2 separate regions of the Siniperca chuatsi genome follow, and region 1 is linked to region 2. The links are chromatin contacts, called in public Hi-C maps. All regions are on one chromosome and are shown on one strand. The core of a region is the stretch at or near the end of the contact, and the rest is flanking DNA. Distances in the headings are between cores, read along the strand shown.

Region 1 (4,068 bases), core at 1,460-3,959, 53 kb after region 2:
TTTTCTTGGCTTTGGCAACAAGCTAACAAATGAACTTATTTAAAACACTGAAATACAGTACGTGGCCAAATAGCTTGTTGAAATGGAAATTTAAGCAGTGATTTGACTTTTCCTTTAAGGATAATACAGGATATCAGGAGTCATATGAGTTTATGCAATGTCTGCTTTTATATGATAACTTAATTTAGTGTTTTCCTCTTTTTCTAAGACCACCGGAATCCATGAAATTCTCTGATACGCTTCTGATGGTGTGTTTCTTTATGTGACTTAGCCTCCAGTTTATTGGAAGATAATGTATTAAATGATGACATTATTATACACTTGGAAAGAAGACACGTAAACTTTATTTATTTAGCTGACCTACAAAAGTTATGAAAACAGTTTAGCATTTCAGCACCTGCTAACATTTGTGCATGTGCTTGGGCATGAGTGAGTGAGCAATGGTATAACCCCGCTGAACAGTCTTATGATGTATTCGGTTGTGGTCTGATTAAAAGAAGGCCCCTAGTTAGTCTAGTTAAGGCTACTTTAAACTTAATACTAATGTATTTGATTAGGGGTAGAAGTCGGGCCACGGGTCAGGTCTGCAATTGATTTAGAAATAATTGCGGGTAAGAGGTTGGATCATCGTGGCACAGGTGCAAGCTGCTATGCTTCATTACATGGACTTCTTTTGAAAAATAAAAATTTCCTTTACGAGCACTCTTGAGTCAAAACATTTTGGCCACAGTTTTAACTTTTGTTTCGGGGATCCGCAGTATGCTTCTCTGAAGCAGCCTTCTTCCCGGGGCTCTCCAGAAGTATCCAGAGAATGCCAAAGACCAGAGCAGCAGTCAGTGCTGCTGTTTAACGCCAACACCTGGAGACGGATCGACTCCCAGGTGTTTGTGTTGTGCTTGTGCTGTCTAAACACAAGCTAGTAGCATTAGTCTCATCCCCGGCAGAACCGATGGTCTCCGTAATGAAAGAGAACATAAACATGGGTGAAAAGACAAGCACAGTAAGTAAAAGAGAGGGGAGGGAGATAGAAAAGATAGAAAAGAGAGAGAGACAGCAAGGCCGGGAAGCTGATCCAGGTATCTGTAGAGAGGAAAGGGAGCTGGCAGCACTCTCGGCAGCGTGTCTTCTCAGGACATGAAAGACTCACTGCTCCGAACTGGGATTATCCTCCACCTCTGAGGAGTCCCTCTGATGAGCAGAGAAGGCAGAAGGAAAGATGTGGAGAGAAATTGAAGGACAGGGACAGAGGTGGGAAAAATTAAATGTGAGCGCACGAGCACCAGGGAGAGATAAAGAGACATACATCCATAGGCTCTCATCCACATGGATACCAACTCCACTTGGGGCCCTACTGATGCTCACAACGCTGACCATCTTTGTGTTTTTTTTTTTTCTTTCTTCAAAACGTGCCTCCAACCCCCTGAAGATTGGCCCGTGCTGGTAATTCACCAGAGTTATTTCCTTGTTTGATCTGTCTCCATCCTGAAAATCATCTCTGCGGGCTCTGACAATTTGAATCAGTTCCTCTCTGACAGAAAAGATTAGTGCAGCAGATGCAGGTAACAAAGCTCTGCACTGCAAAAATCTCCATTTTACCAAGTACAATCAATGTGTTTCAAGAATTTTCTGGAATCAAGTGTCATTTTTCTTTATTCTAGTGCAGCCATCTGCCCTATTCTGTCTTATTTCAATATACTGACACTTCTAGATAATTCTTGATTTGCAGTGGAAACAGTGCTGAAACAAGGAGACGTTTATTCGAGTGACAGAATAGTCAAATTTCAGCTTTTGAAGTGTGAGGATTGGCTGCTTTTCATATCGTAGATTGAATATCTTTGAGTTTTGGACCATTGGTTGGACAAACAAGCAAATTGAAGATGTCACATTGGGCTCCGGGAACTTGGCATGATGGCATTTTCCCTAATTTGAGACTCAACAATTGATTAATAAAAAAATAAAAAAATTGTCAACTGCAGCCCCAAATCAACTACTTTCAAGACGTGTAATTTTTAAATTCTTGTGCAGTGCTATGCATTATTCACTCTTGATTCAAAATAGAGGCACTCTCTTCTTGGAAATTCAAGATAGATACATATTTAGATTGTTTTACTTGGTTTAAGAAAACAGGACTTTTAGGACTCAATAACAGACTAAAACTTGTTGCTTGTTGCTCATTTGAAACTTGCCAGCTGAATAAAATACGCGTTTGAAACAGAGCATTCAGTGGAATGAGGTTACACTGTTGACATAAACTGTTTTAGTTGTCCATGTGACTTATTTTGTTGATAATGGGCCAAAAGTGAATTGATTTTGTGTGTACTGGACAGACTGTCTGTGTGCAGTCGCATGGGGTTCAGGGTATTAAGGTCGGGTCTCATCAGTCAATGCAACTATATTTTCATGATTTTGTTTATTTACCTTGGATACGGCGTCCCTCCGATCCTCCGCCCTGCAGGATTTTGTGTTATTTGTTTGCTGTGAGTCGATGTACCGATCCAAAGTACACTCCTCCAGTGACAATCACACACAGAACACACACATACACACACTGGTCTGGACATACACCCCCCCCCCCCATTGAGGCGCGTGTGTTCCCCCCGGCTCACAAGGCCTCTTCCTGCAGCACGTACACACATAGTTTCCCATCGCCGCCACCCACACCCCCCATCTTATCCCCTCCGACTGGCCCCCAGGGTCTCGAGCTTTCTCTGAGACTTTCTCGCGCTTTCTCTTCCTCCTGCTCTCTGTTTGGATTTCTCTTATCTATCTATGAATCTCTCTATCTCTCTTTCTACTTGTCCATCTATTGATCAGTCTATCTCTGCCCATCCTCCCCTTTTCCCGTTATCTCAGGCTTGTTCCCCAGAGGGAGAAAGAGAAGGAGGGGGGTGGGCAGTTACGGCTCAGGGCCAGAAGCCAGAACCTTCTCCATTTGGATTTCATTACAAACAGACCAGCACGTCACAGAAGAATAATAATCAGAGGGAAAAAATGAAAGAAATAGGAGGGGGATGTCTCAAAGGCTTGTAATATAGTCAATAAATTCAAGCTTTCTGCTGAAAAAAGGCTCTGATGTTATTTCTGTGTCCCAAAACCTAAATGTGAACCAGCTTCTTTTGTATTGGTCGACACTAATTGAAAAAGATCTGTTATCCTAAATCACATGTAAACATGTCCAGCTTTGTGTAAGAGAACAGTAAACATTTTTATGGGCCATGATACTGCCTCTCCAAACTGTGTGTGTGTGGTGGTGGTGGTGGTGGTGGTTGGGGGGTCACCAACATCTGCCTTGGGCCCAGTCCAGGTGTTGCACAGGATCAAACACAGTACTCAACTTTTGATGTGTTTCAGTGCTTCCTCAATACAAATGGAAATCGTCCACCACCTGCTGCCTCTGAACAAGTCATCAAGTGGCAAATTCCTCATCCTGATGTCACCAGAGGGAAGGGACACTTGTTTTTTTCCTCCTTAGTAATTGGCATAATTATTCTCCGCAGACTGATGGTTCTGTGACTGCTGAGTCATAACAAGATGCTTAGAAAGCGAGCGGAACCACCTTGTAGAGTAATTACACTTCCACTCCTCCACATCAGTGGCTGTTTCCCTCTTCCTCACTGACATGGAAGTGTAATTGTTTCATTTTCAAATAGAACCAAAACTAACCTTTTTGGTTTAAGAAGAAGAACTTTGTTTGCCTGGATAATATGACCAAAAAGCTATACCACGATAAATTATCATGTTTTCCTTAATAATAATATATGTAATAACATTTTTTAATGTAAAATGGGAAACTTGTTTTTATTATTTCTACAAAATTTGACCTCACTGACCTCAGTGCTTAGTTCAGTTTGAGCGGTTTCCCATTTCATGACATGTGGCAGATGAAGATCTTTTGTTGTATTAGCTAAATAGTAGCAGAAACTGTAACAGTGACAAGAGGTTACAATATTTTAGCTGTGCGCGATCAATTCCTATTTGCGTTTCTTTGGTGTTCCTAGACTGACCAATTTGTCAGTGGATCTTTCCATGCTTACATCTGCTAAAGATGTTGTGTCTTACGCCATTTAT
Region 2 (3,586 bases), core at 114-2,613:
GCCATGCATTACATTAATTATGTATCTCGCCTCAGTACAAATGTGGTGAACACCTTCAAGTGCTTAATAGGAGCAGGCTCATCACAGGGGCCTAGAGGATGGCTGCAGGAGGCGTATGTTTACATTAAATCGCTCCTATATGCACTGCATAAGGGATTTTTACAGCATGGGGGAAATGTAAAGCCAGCATCTGTGGTACTCTCCTTCAATCTGGGGCAAAGAAGGGGACATTTTTCACTCTCCTGAAACATGTGCCTCGCCTATGTGTGCAGGATTGAGTGTTGAAGGGGAGTCGGTGCACACACGATGGATGTGGCTTGACTTAGGCATAAACTGTCATGGCCAGAACAGATATAGCAGCAGGAACAATGACAGAGATCTAGATCTAGCATTGCTCTAATGCAGTGAGAGTTATGCAAATTGCACACGCTGCCGCTTGCTGTAAAACTAGCCGAGGGGGGCTTATGTGAATCTGCCTCAAACTTTTATGCATCTGCAATAAATTCATAGATTTTTCTTTCTTTTTTGTGCCATGTTGGCAGATCACAGTATGAATGTAGTAAACATTAGCAGATGTAGAGAGGGGAGTTGAAAATATTGATACAGTACAGTAACTGTGTAACACTTGAGCTTGCACAGCTTTCTTGGTCTGGATTTACTTTACTGTTTCAAATATCTGGATTTCTTTGAGTGTCAGGAAACACTCTTAATGCATTTTTAACCTCCCATGTTTCATTAGAAAAGAACTAATTTCCATCGCTTTTTAGTACATCTGCATATAAATGTAGGCTACAAAACATTCTGGTAGGTCATTTAAATAATGCAGGCAAAACTTTTGCCAGAGTTTTAGTTCTTTGACTGTCAGACTTGGATTCTTAGTCCTGTGTCAAAAGTTTTAAATGATTTAATAATTCTCCAATCCATTCTTCCAGATTCAAACGAGATACAATACTATTAAATCCTAACACTACTGTAGGCCTATAGGTGAGTGTGTTTATTTGATTTTTTTTTTAATGTTATAGCAGCTTCTAGAGAGAGAGAAATAGGCTCATTGTAAATACAGTTGAAACATCTATCTACTGAGCCAACAGCTCTGGTTCAACAGATGTGACCAGGTTAAAATAACAGGAGATAAGGAGAGAAAAGAATAAGTAGCTGCTGCTCAGCTGAAACAGCTCCACGTGATTTGGAAAACCTCTACCTGGAGGAAATCTGTAGACTTTTAATATCTAGCATAAAATGCACTGCATGCTTTTTTTTTTCTCTCTCTCTCTCTCTGTCTTTTGTGTTGTTAATTTCAAAGTTCACGATAGGGCTCCTGTTTGTATCTGTGGTGTCGCTGCAGCTCGGCCTACGTTGGTGGGAGTACCCCCTGCACAGGTCCCTTTTGCAGTACAGATCCAGTAGTTGGAGTTGCTGTACACCGAGCACGAGAGGGAGAGGAGAGGAGTGTGAGCACACAGCGGCTGAGTGAGCAAACAGACGTAGAAACATTAGGTTATCTTCCGAGACTATCAGACATCGACCTGTCACTTTTACCGCTTCGAACCGAGTCCCGTCTCCTTGAAGAGGACCACAGCAGCAGCAGCAGCAGCAGCGCCCTGGTCTGGTCTGGTCTGCTCGAGCAGCCGCCTGTGAAAAACTCCCAAACGCGGTCGTCTCAGCTGGCATGAGCTAACCTACCAGACAGACATGGAAACCAAACCATTCTTGTCATTGGGTAAGTTTGTTTGTTTAATGACAAAGCCTTGCTCTGTTATAATTTTGAGGGTTTTGATAGAACTTTCATCGGCAGCTCAGTGTGAAACGTGCCCTCGCGCTGTGTTGTTTTTCTCCCTCTTTTCTCTTTTGACAGCGCGTGCAGCGAGTTGCCAAATGCATCAACATGTTTAGAGCTGTTGACGAGCTGTAGCGGACGTTGCCTTCTGTAATTTGACTAACACTGGCTTATCGTTTTTACTCCGATAAAACCAGATACATCCTCACTGTGTTGCATATCTTACGCCGCTATTTGAGCTGATGACATTTCGCTTAGATACGGAGTGACATCTCGCTTGGGATACGCTGTGCGCCTACCTCGCGTGCGCTGCAGTTAAATGTACTTGTTTGAACTTCGCTTAAAACTTTACTTTTAATTTAAATGTCAGTTTCTCAAAGAAAAAATGCAAACCGAAATGAAGCTTTGTACTTAAGCGTTTTCTACGCGCGTTAACGAGTAGGACTAAACACACAATGTTGCAGAAACAGTTAAGTTAGAGGAATTTTAACTAGAACGAGCAGTTTCTTTTTTACTTTTTTGGCACGTGTTGATTGTATTAAGCTAGCCTATGTGTTGTGCGCAGGTTGTGTGTGTTTTCGTACAGTCATCTGGTAACTGATAAAAAAAATTAAAGATATGCATTGAACTTGGCTCTGTGCTCCAACAAAGCTGCTTGACTTATCAAGGGCAGTCTGGATTTGTCTCTTAAAACTGTGCTCAAGTAAAGATGAGGGCAAACTTCACATCAGTTACAAACAGGTGACTCAGGTGTGGGATAACTGCTCTAGGATCTCTGTGCATTGATGTCAATTCTGAGTTTTGATAATGTAATCTACACAAAGATCACAGGCTATGGAGGACACTTAGTAAAAGGTTATAGAGGGAGAGTGGCAACTTTCACATTCTTTTTCCAAAGGAATTTACACAGCTGTCATAATATTAAATAATAACATAGGACATGTTTGAATTTGAATTGAACAGTAATTTTGTTCATGAACTACTCAGTTGTGAAACCATTAATCTCAGGCCAAGTCTAGTTTTTATTAAGGGTCCTTTTTAATTTCCAGTTTAAACGCATGCTGTCTCACACAGACGCACTGCACTGTAAACCGTTAATGCTACAACTTTGTCAAAGTGAACAGAGCAGACCCTTGTCCCCTGTATCAGAGATAAGCACAGAGCTGTAGGCGAGCCCTCTTATTGTGTCTGCTGCTCTTTCATGAGGGCGTCATGTTACACCTTTACGCGTATCATCAGCTGCCTGGGTGCACCGGGGAGATTCACGGGGACTTCTGAGGCACTGGGCGGCTTTCTTCTGTTACAGGCCCCGCTCGCTGACACTGCCGCCACAACGCCCTTTATGTGGCTTCCCAGAAATACGCCAAACCGCCAGTGTTACACACACTGACAGGCTGTTATTACAGGTGCACCGTATTGTGTGTCCACACTGAAAGTGATTCAAGTTTCAGTCTGCCTAAAAGCACACCAGAGTAGCCCATACAGACACTTGACAGCAAATACAGACAGCAAAGTCTTATCTGAAAGCCTCTGTGGTTGGTGTAAGTTCTCAACACTTAATTGTTTAAAGGAGGAGGAACACTTTTCCAGCATTGTTGGATCTCATCTTTTCCTTCCAGCCACAGCACATGCTGTGGTCAGCATCTTTTTTTATCGCCTATAGTCCTAATCTGTCGGCCTTTAAATCGCCATTTATATTTCAACTTGCTCCATCAAAGGTCCACTTGAGCGCTGATTGTTAATTGGCCACTTCAAGGACGCTGCTATCTGCAAAGTCCTTGAATGGATCGATTAGCCGCTTACTCAGTG

What was found. Hi-C and Micro-C count contacts between places; a contact is called where the count stands out from the background.
Region 1: a contact with region 2 is called in a Hi-C map of liver, with 2.0 times the contacts expected there. The contact joins the enhancer-like site here to the promoter of rxraa in region 2. A contact is called at or near these places in 2 of 3 Hi-C or Micro-C datasets (liver and skeletal muscle).

What each region holds. Positions count from the first base shown.
Region 1 is chrLG18:19,751,237-19,755,304 of ASM2008510v1, forward strand. All of the region lies in intron 3 of rxraa (retinoic acid receptor RXR-alpha-A), which reads left to right. Among protein-coding and RNA genes, the nearest start is that of rxraa, 53 kb to the left of the region's middle. Within about 2 kb of position 2,710, the one cell type or tissue checked has an H3K27ac peak away from gene starts, as active enhancers do. A contact at or near this core is called in liver, where this site is marked.
Region 2 is chrLG18:19,699,275-19,702,860 of ASM2008510v1, forward strand. rxraa (retinoic acid receptor RXR-alpha-A) reads left to right here and starts at 1,364. Exons shown (of 12, transcript XM_044174763.1): 1 at 1,364-1,720.